2 separate regions of the Macaca mulatta genome follow, and region 2 is linked to region 1. The links are chromatin contacts, called in public Hi-C maps. All regions are on one chromosome and are shown on one strand. Each heading gives the region's core, a stretch centred on a gene start, on an enhancer-like site or on the middle of the called end of the contact. The rest is flanking DNA. Distances are from core to core; before and after follow the strand shown. Region 1 holds the start of ARID3B (AT-rich interaction domain 3B). Region 2 holds the start of LOC106999240.

The links. A called contact is a pair of places that touch in the nucleus more often than the background predicts.
Region 2: a Hi-C map of liver shows a contact between it and region 1, with 3 times the contacts expected there. The contact joins the promoter of LOC106999240 here to the promoter of ARID3B in region 1. A contact is called at or near these places in 5 of 14 Hi-C or Micro-C datasets (blood, cortical neurons, fetal cortex germinal zone and 2 more).

Annotation. Positions count from the first base shown.
Region 1 is chr7:52,464,170-52,469,088 of T2T-MMU8v2.0, forward strand. ARID3B (AT-rich interaction domain 3B) reads left to right here and starts at 3,377. Exons shown (of 9, transcript XM_015142720.3): 1 at 3,377-3,581.
Region 2 is chr7:52,551,363-52,556,105 of T2T-MMU8v2.0, forward strand. LOC106999240 reads right to left here and starts at 1,450. Exons shown (of 7, transcript XR_013395771.1): 1 at 1-1,450. All of the region lies in intron 1 of CLK3 (CDC like kinase 3), which reads left to right.

The DNA.
Region 1 (4,919 bases), core at 2,127-4,626:
TCCCTGATGTTATATATTTGTTTTCTCTCCCCAAACTAGTAAAGATACTTGCAAGCAGGGAATTTTTTTGTTTTGTCCATTGCTCAGTAAGCACCTACATGAGTGCCTAGTCTGGCATATAATGGGAATTCAGTGAATATTTTTCATTGAATAAATAGGAGGGAAGGACAGGATGGGAACACAAGTAAGTAGGTTTCTCGATTTCAGGACATTCTACATTTTCTGTTACTTATATGATAAGGAAATCAGGGGAAGTGGTATGGGTATAGATCAGAGATTTGTAGAGATCGTGGAGAGCAAGTTGACTAGAAAAATATAATGAAATTTCTAGTCACAGTTCACAGTCCTTTTTTTTTTTGAGATGGAGTCTTGCTCTATCACCCAGGCTGGAGTGCAGTGGAGTGATCTCAGCTCACTGCAACCTCCACCTCCCAGGTTCAAGCAATTCTCCTGCCTCAGCCTCCCGAGTAGCTGGGACTACAGGAGCCTGCCACTGCGCTCAGCTAACTTTTGTATTTTTAATAGAGACCATGTTGGCCAGCATGGTCTCACCATGTTCCACCATGTTGGCCAGGCTGGGCTCAAACTCCTGACCTCATGATCCACCCACCTCAGCCTCCCAAAGTGCTGAGATTACAGGTGTGAGCCACCACACCAGGCCCACAGTCCATTTAAAGTTGGTAATTATTAATGTAGTGATGCCAATCTGTTCAGCAGGACAATTTTCTTTTTTTTTTTTTGAGGTAGAGTTTTGCTCTTGTTGCCCAGGCTGGAGTACAATGGCACAATCTCAGCTCACTGCAACCTCCACCTCCCAGGTTCAAGCTCTCCTGCCTCAGCCTCTGGAGTAGCAGGGATTACAGGTCTTCGCCACCATGCCCGGCTAATTTTTGTATTTTTAGTAGACAGGGTTTCACCATGTTGGTCAGGCTGGTCTCAAACTCCTGACCTCAGGTGATCGACCGGCCTTGGACGCCCAAAGTGCTGGGATTACAGGCGTGAGCCATCATACCCGGCCTCAACAGGACAATTTTTTTTTTTTTTTTTTTTTCTGAGATGGAATCTAGCTCTGTTGCCGAGACCAGAGTGCAGTGGCGCGATATCGGCTCACTGCAACCTCTGCCTTCCAGGTTCAAGAAATTCTTCTGCCTCAGCTTCCCAAGTAGCTGGGATTACAGGCATGCGCCACCACACCCAGCTAATTTTAGTATTTTTAGTAGAGACGGGGTTTCACCATATTGGCCAGGCTGGTCTCTAACTTCTGACCTCGTGATCCGCCCACCTTGGCCTCCCAAAGTGTTGGGATTACAGGTGTGAGCCACCACGCCCAGCAACAGGACAAATTTCTATGACAAGGTACAAGCAAGGAGAAACACATAGGTCCATCCAGGGTGAGGGATTTCGTTAGGGAAAAGGGAGTGTTGTGGTGGGATTAAGTAAGGGCAGAGCTGTAATAATGTACCACTGAATCTAAAATGGATAAGGAGGGAAGTGAAGAGGGGATTAATGGATAAGACATAACGTAGAGGCTTTCAACCGATTAGATGCTCTGCTCTGATAAAGTGAAAGATGAGGCCGGGTACAGTGGCTTACACCTGTAATCCCAGCACTATGGGAGGCCGAAGCAGGCTGATCACCTGAGTTCAGGAGTTCGAGACCAGCCTGGCCAACATGGCAAAACCTGGCTCTACTAAAAATGCAAAAATTAGCTGGCTTGGTGGCGCACACCTGTAATCCTAGCTACTCGAGAGGCTGAGGCAGGACAACTGCTTGAACCCGGGAGGCGGAGGTTGCAGTGAGCTGAGGTTGTGCCACTGCACTCCAGCCTGGGCGACAGAGCAAGACTCTTTCTTTAAAAAAAAAAAAAAAAAAGGCCGGGCGCGGTGGCTCACGCCTGTAATCCCTGCACTTTGGGAGGCCGAGGCGGGCGGATCACGAGGTCAGGAGATCGAGACCATCCTGGCTAACACGGCGAAACCCCGTCTCTACTAAAATACAAAAAATTAGCCGGGCGCGGTGGCGGCCACCTGTAGTCCCAGCTACTCGGGAGGCTGAGGCAGGAGAATGGCGCGAACCCGGGAGGCGGAGCTTGCAGTGAGCCGAGATCGCGCCACTGCACTCCAGCCTGGGCGACAGAGTGAAGACTCCGCCTCAAAAAAAAAAAAAAAAAAAAAGTGAAATAACATTTATACAGTTATGCTGTAATTCTATTTTTTTGGGGGTGGGGGGGAACAGTATCTCTGTCACCCAGGCTGGAGTGCAGTAGCACAATCATGGCTCACTGCAACCTCCGCCTCTCCTGGGCTCAGGTGATTTCCCATCTCGGCCTCCCGAGTAGATGGGACCACAGGCATGCGCCAAAACGCCTCATTAATTTTTATATTTTTTGTAGAGATGGGGTTTCGCCTTGTTGCCCAGGCTGCTCTCCAACTGCTGAGCCCAAGAGATCCGCCTGCCTCAGCCTTCCAAAGTGCTGAAATTACAGGCGTGAGCTACTGTATCAGGCCTATAGTTCAAAAGTAGTCAAGCTGAGAGAATAGCAGGCTGTGGTTGAAAAAAGGGTTGTTCAAATTACTGAGTATAGCGTTTCGAGGGGCAAGGTCCAGGTTTTGACTGGTATTGGGAGGCAGATATAAGGGTCGCTAAAGACGAGGCCCGATATTGAACGGGTTGGCCACATAGGCTCTGAAATTATCAAAGAAGATGGTCAGATGCGAGATAGACAAGGAGCTGGATACACAGATCGGCAGATTATCTCCAAACGGGGTGAAATAGGTGACAGAGTCTAAGAGGAAGGGTTGGAGAAGCAAGTGTTTTTACAAGAGGTGACAGCACCTAGCACATAATCCCGACCTCTGGAAACTGAGACCTGAGAATACTAATTCACGTGAGAAGCTTTCAAGGGACGCAACATTCTCAGGACAGCCAGGTCTCTGTCCCAGGAAGGAGCGGAGAAGTTTAGAGACAAGCTGATCTAAACATGGGAACCCCTGAGGAAGACGGGCTTGAAGGCAGGAGATTGAGTAGTGGACCGAACCCTACACTCCTCTGCTCTTTAGTTACTTTCCTCCCAGCCAACCGCCCGAGCCACACCAACCTCCGCAACAGAAAACGCTCGCATAACACTATCTCCAGCCCGGCTCTTTTCAACTCCCCGCGTAAGTGCTCACACCGGAACCCCTCTGTGTCCGCACTTGCCATTGGCCGAAGCTTCCGCCCGCTTCCATTCGCTTCCTCCCACGACTCAGTCGGGCGGCGCAGTCCGTGGGACCCACTTCCGCCTCGTCCCACCCCCGCCCCCCAACCCGGTCCCTTTTTAGCGGCTTCCGGCTTCGGGCCCGCCCCGCCCCCTGTGGCCCCGCCCCGCCCCCGCCCCCGCGCCCGGCCCGCGGTCCGCCCCTGGCCGGCCGTCCGCCCCCCGCCCCTGGCCGGCGGTCCGGCCCCGCGGCGCCGCTTCCGGTGCGGGCCCCGCCCCGGCTGTGGCCCCCGGCTGCGGAGGAGTCCGAGACGCAGCTGCTGTGCCGGGGCCTGAGCGGCCGCCTCCTCCTCCGCCGCCCGAAAACCCGGAGCGCCCCGCACAGGTAAGCGGTGCGGGTCCCGGCTCCGTCAGGCACGGCGGGAGGGGAGGCTGCGGCAGGTGGAGGGGCCGAGGCCAGGAGCCGAGGCAGGTGTGGAGAGAGAGGGGAAGGCGCGGGCCGGGGGCGCGGGGACCGTGAAGGAAAGTGAGAGCGCTGCGGGAGCCCCGAGCGCCCTGTGCCCATTAGGGCATTTGAGATAAAGCGATAAGAAGGGTGAGGGGCCCTGGAGCTGAGTGGGCGCAGATAGGTGGGGCGGGGGCCATCGGAGAAGAGCCAGCGGATTGACTGGGAGGGTTGGTAGAGGTAAAAGTGATAGGGCTAAATGGGGGAAGGTGAATAAAGAATGGGGGGAGGCGTGCAGGGGTGACCGGGGAGGTGGGCTGTGGGGCTTACAGGGGCCCGGGGCCAAACGAATCCGGCAGGAAAGGTAGGGGAATGGTCGGCAGGCCGGGTTCAAAGCTGCAGGCAGTCCGTTGCACCCGGCTTGGTGGTCCGGGAACTTTAGGGGAAATGGGGGAGGGGCCCATGTGAAGGGATGAAGAGGTTTAGATTTGAGACATAAGTTCTCCAAATGTAGGCAGGTGGCATTGTTTGGATCGCTGGCTGCTTAGGGACTGCGGGAAGATGGGCTCTTTGGGGGAGGGTGTGTGTATTGAGTTGTAGAACTGAGTCATCTCAGTCTTACTATAAGAGGCTGTGGGAGGGACACCTCCCCCTCTGCTGGGGACAGCATTCAGAGAAGATGGTGCCACAAGACAAGAAGCAGTTGTTCAGTGACTGGCAGGACTTGGTTGATAAATTATTCCAATCGTGATTGATTGACTGTAATGACTGTGAGGACATTTAAAATGAACACCGAATTATTTGCTTTATTCTGTAATTTTCTTTGACCCAAATTGTTTTCATTTTAAATGAACACTTTTGCCAACTGAATTTAATGTGGATGTAAATCTTGTCATGCTTTTTTACACTGTAAGAAGAGCTAAAGCAGAATGAAAGTATGGCTGCAAGCGTAACTCACACTTTCTAAAGTGCCAAGAGAGGAAGTAAAGGCAGTAAGAGGCAAATTGGAATGCGAATCTTTCACAGAACACAAAAGGCACAAACAGGGCTATAAGATAAACAGAAAATGAGAATGTTTAATCTCTACTAATTGGCCTAGCTTTAAAAATTGTACCCTTTTTTACTCTAACCTGGAAAAAAATCTTAAATCCAAGCAGTTTTTATTGCTAAAGATGTGATTACTTCTCCGTGAATTTTTGAAGATGCTAAAGACACTTTTTTTGTCTTTCAACCCAATCCTAAAACACTGGAACAATGCAGATATCAAGTCCCAACATG
Region 2 (4,743 bases), core at 200-2,699, 85 kb after region 1:
ACTCCTGACCTCAGGTGATCCATCCACTTCAGCCTCCCAAAGTACTGGGATTACAGGCGTGAACAACCGTGCCTGGCAGATTTTTTAATTGTTTTTTGAGACAGGGTCTCGCTCTGTCGCCCAGGCTGGAGTGCGGTGGTGTGATCACAGCTCATTGCAATCTCAACCCCCTGAGATCAAGCGATCCTCCTGCTTCAGTCCGCTGCAAGGGGCTGGAACTACAGGCACGCGCCACCAAGTCCGGCTAATTTTTGTAATTTTTTGGAAGGGGACCTAGTTTTGAATTAGCGTCTATTGTTTACTTCCGGTAGCCGTGGTGGAGCTGGCAGAGATTTGGGGGATACTAAACACCCCTACAAATCATGCTGTGAGATCCCCCGTTTCAGGGAGAGCCGCTGGCGAAGGACTTGAAGCACAGTCGCAGCTTGGAAGGGGGGCCCCCCTGCGACAGCGTCCCGCGTCAGGGGCGGGCCCAGCCCCGCGGGGGAGTGGGTATGGGCTGGGCAGCGGCTGGCCGGCCGGTGGGGAGCCCCACGGTGGTGGGGAAACCCTTGGCGCCCCCGCGGAGCGGTCCCGAAGAGGGGGCGGTGCCTGGAGGGATGGTCCGCCCCGACTGAGGATTTCTAGCCCTCGCGTGGCGTGGGGACAATTAGGCGCCACGCCCTGTCGCTCTGCTGCACGACGCTCGCGAGGCCGGGGACGCCACTCCCAGACCGGGAGGGACGCGCACGCTCACAGTGAGGTCTCTCAAAAGAGCCCCACCTCAGTTTTCTCATCTGCAAAGTAGGGCCTCGTAATCCTGCCCGACCTGGCGCGGGACAGTAGGTGTCAGGGATTTTGGTGACCTCACGCTCGAGGCCTCTGCCAAACGGGGCTGTCCAGTGGCCCGGAGATGCGGCTGGCGGGGGTTTTGTCTGGAGGGGGAGTCTTAACGGAGAGGCCACGCAGGCTGGCAGGAAGCTGCTCCACCGGAGGGGGCTCAAGGAGAGGGGATCTCCTCCCCGCCAGACCCCGGCCCCGCCGACAGGCCCCGCCAGAGTAGCACTAGGGTGTCTTCCCAGCAACTGCCCAGCACGCACTGGCTAGCTGGGAGCCCCACCACGGCTTTCGAAAAACCCGCACACACCAAGACAATGTGTCGTTCGCTCGTTTCGCGCAAGCGGAGTCGCGTCCGCCTTCCCGAGCCCCAGCGCACAGACCTCAGGCCGCTCTCGCGCTCTCCGGGGCCCCGAGAACAATGCCCGTCCTCTCCGCGCGCAGAAGGGAGTTGGCGGACCACGCGGGGTCGGGGCGACGGAGCGGGCCCAGCCCCGCGGCCGGGTCGGGGCCCCACGTCTCGGCTCTGAGAGCCCAGCCGGCCCGGGCCGCGCACCTGTCAGGTCGGGGAACCTACGTGCGCCGCGACACGGCGGGAGGCGGGCCGGGCCGGGCCCGTCCCCTCGACCCTCCCGGAACTAGTCTCCGAGGCCGCGGCGCCCACCGGAGCGGAGAGGGCTGGTGTCCCGGAGCCTTCGAGTCGGGGGCTAGAGCGGCCAGGCCTCCGAGCCGGGTCGAGCCGGGGCTCGCGACGCCTGCGTCACGCGAGGGGGCGGGGCCGCCACGGGCGGAGGTCGCAGCCGGAAGCGGAAGAAGCGCTCGGAGCGGGGAGTGGGGCCTAGCTGCAGCCGGAGCCTGGGAGACGGTAAGTGTGGGCTGGGGCCCGCGGCGGCGACAGCGGTGGCGGCGGCCGGGGGTGAGTCGGCGGGGCAGGCGCGCTGGTGCCATTCGGTCTCGGCTTACTCCCTTTCTTTCTCCTCTTCGGCCCACCTCGGGCCGCAGCCTCGACCTCTCACCCCTGACCCGCTGCTTCTGCCCCGGAGGGCGGTCACTGCGGACCCTGACCTCGATTCCGCGGTGTTGAAGGCGGAGCCTGAACGGTCTCTGGGGCCGCTCAAGAGTCCAGTTTAGGCTTTGTGCCTGCCCGCGGAATGGGGTCGGGTCCGACGTGGAATAGCCAGAGACCCTTCAGACACCTCCCCTACCCCTGGCTTCAGACTTGGTCCACAGACGACTCCTCCCTTGGCGGCCTGGAGTTTGATTCTGGCCCAGTTCGGCTTTGCCTCTGCCCCCGGGATTCCCCTCGGCGCCACTGGTGGCGGTTACAGGAGAGGGGACTCTGAGACCCCTGGGACCTGGCGCGGCAGGAAGGGACGCGAACTATAGCGCAGGCCCCCTTGTGTGTTTTGTTGTGGTGATGGAGCCGCTCCAGCCCGGGGGATGGGCTGGGCCAAGCTGACAGTACAAATCCCCTGGCTGCTCCTCCGTCCTGCTGGGAGTCTCTAGCTTTAGTTCCGGGTGTGGGTGCCCTGATGTGGAGCTGGGGTGGAAATTGCCTGAACCAGGCCCCCAGCAGAGGCGGAGTTGGCGGCCTTCCAGCTTCCCTCCTTGATGTCCTTGAAAAGAAGAAGCGTTTCACCCGTTGGTGGTGGAGGCTTGCTAGGTGGCAGGTTTGAGGTTGCAGTGGTAGGGCAGTGCCAGCCAAAAATAACCATGGGTGCTGGGGTGGCTGGAATCTGGGAGGGCAGCCGCTGACCTGGCTGGCTGCACTTCTAGTCAGCCCAGTTCTCTGGCCAGGAACAGCAAATGAGAAGCCGACAAGGCCTGTACTCAAAGTTGACATCCCTGGCTTGGTTTCCTTCACATCACCATTTTCCTTATTGTGCAGAGCAGAGCTTCCCAAAGCATAATTGTGGCCTTTAGCTGCTTTTTAAACAAGCTGTTTGCTGAGGTTTTAGAGAATCAGAAATAATTGAGAAATAGGCCCTAGAGCCCTGGCTGGGAGGATGATATCTGCTATTTCCAATATTTTACTTGCCTAGAATGTGTTAAAGGAAGGATACTCTTTATTACTGCTTTGTGTGCGGTACCTTATAACTCTCATACTTCTCAGCTCTTTTGCCAGGCTGGGAAATGTTATCTCCGTTTTCCAGCCGTGCTAACCAAGGCCTAGAGTGCCTTGTCTAAGGTCATGAAGCTGGTATGTGACAGCACTAGGATTTAGTTTAGAGTTTTCTGCCAGAGCTCTCTCCTCCCAGTTTCCTTGGAAGGGACTTATAAAATGTCTGTAAGGCATTTAACACACCCCTGAAGTGTTACCTGGAACTTTTAAATGATTCATGAAAAGCTGCCACTAGTACCTCTGTGGGCACAAAGCTGTGCTAGGCCTTTCACTTACAGGACAGACATATTTTATCCTCATAGAACCTTGTAAGAGATTACTATTCCCTTGATGCAAGAGGAAGCTGATGGTCAGAGTAGTGTAATAATTTGTTCAAAGGCACACAGCTAGAAGTAGCATGCCATGAATCAGATGGACATCTATAAGACTCTGAAATTGTGCTCTCCATTGATGTGAATATGTATGGACATAAGAATCTTCTAGGTCCCAGGAGGGAGTCTTTGACCTGGTGTGACCGTGACCATGTCCTCCAGTTCTGGTGTTTGTCTGCCCAGTGAGGATGGGCAGGATCATACTTGCCTTATGGCATGATATGTGCCCTGGCCAGTGGAGCATCTTCTGGGTCAATTAGTGGGATGTGAGTTACTGCTTTCATTCCATAACTTGGGCACCTGACCCAGAGTAATTGCAGGAAAACAGTGAAACATTAGTCAACTGATTACCAAAACAACAAATCTAAGCTTCTGGGGAGGTGATTTTACAAAATGTTTATCTCCAAAGACTTCCCAGGTAAATGGGGGAAGACATGTTAGTGGGGAGATGGAGGGCTTTCTTAGGGACACGGAGAGGCTCCCAGGGGTGTGGTCACATAGGCCTCACTGTCCTGCTCATGCATGGGGAGCTGTTCTATGCTGATCTTCTCTTGACGGACCCTGCTGATGAGATGGGGCAGCCTCAGTGGGTTTGTACAAAATGTGCTTGGCCAGGCAAGCTCAGGACTGACCATGACTGGAGGTTGGCTGTGGCCAAGTGTGAGTGTTGGGAAGAAGACTGGCTCCATGGAGGCAGTCGGGTTCATGTATGGGTGGAGCAGGTTGCTGGCCTCACATAGCCAGCTTTCTCCGCTGGTGGCGGATCCAGCCTGGCAATTTCATGTGGTGGATATAAGTCCTCATTGAACAGGGATAGTGAGGCAAGGCTCTTTTACCTGCCAGACGACTAACCCTCTGGCTATTCTGAGATAGGCGTAGGGTAGGATACTAGAGCCGGAGAGCTAGAAGAAGGGACAGTAATGGTACTGTAGGATAAAGGCAAGGCACCTGGCAGGGCACTGTGGTGGTGTAAAAGGGTACTAAATGGGCCTCTGGCAAGAAAGTTGGATACTCTGAGGACCTTGGCATCCTACCCAGTGCTGAGACCCAGGATGAGCCAGCAGGGGCTGGACAGACCCCCTGGGTCCACGTCTCCTTGGGTAGACCCTCAGGAGGGCTATGGAATGTTCCTGAGGCCTGTATGCCTCTTTCTCCAAGGGCTGCTCTTCTCGTCTCTGTTGTGGCTCCTCATGCTCACTTGTGGTCCTTACTTCCTTGAATGGGGTCCAGTTCAGGGCCTCAGCCAGACAGCGTTCAGCTTCTCAAACTTGAGGTCTTTGAGCCCTCGCCTCCCGTGTGTTGGCTCCATGCCAACAGCCCTTTACCTGGCCTCTGGCTTTATAGAGCATTCACTTCACGGGACTCCCCAGGCGGGAGGGAATGGAGTGCAGGAGGCTCCCCTTTCTCCTGCCTTTGATCTCCCTGCGGTAGTGT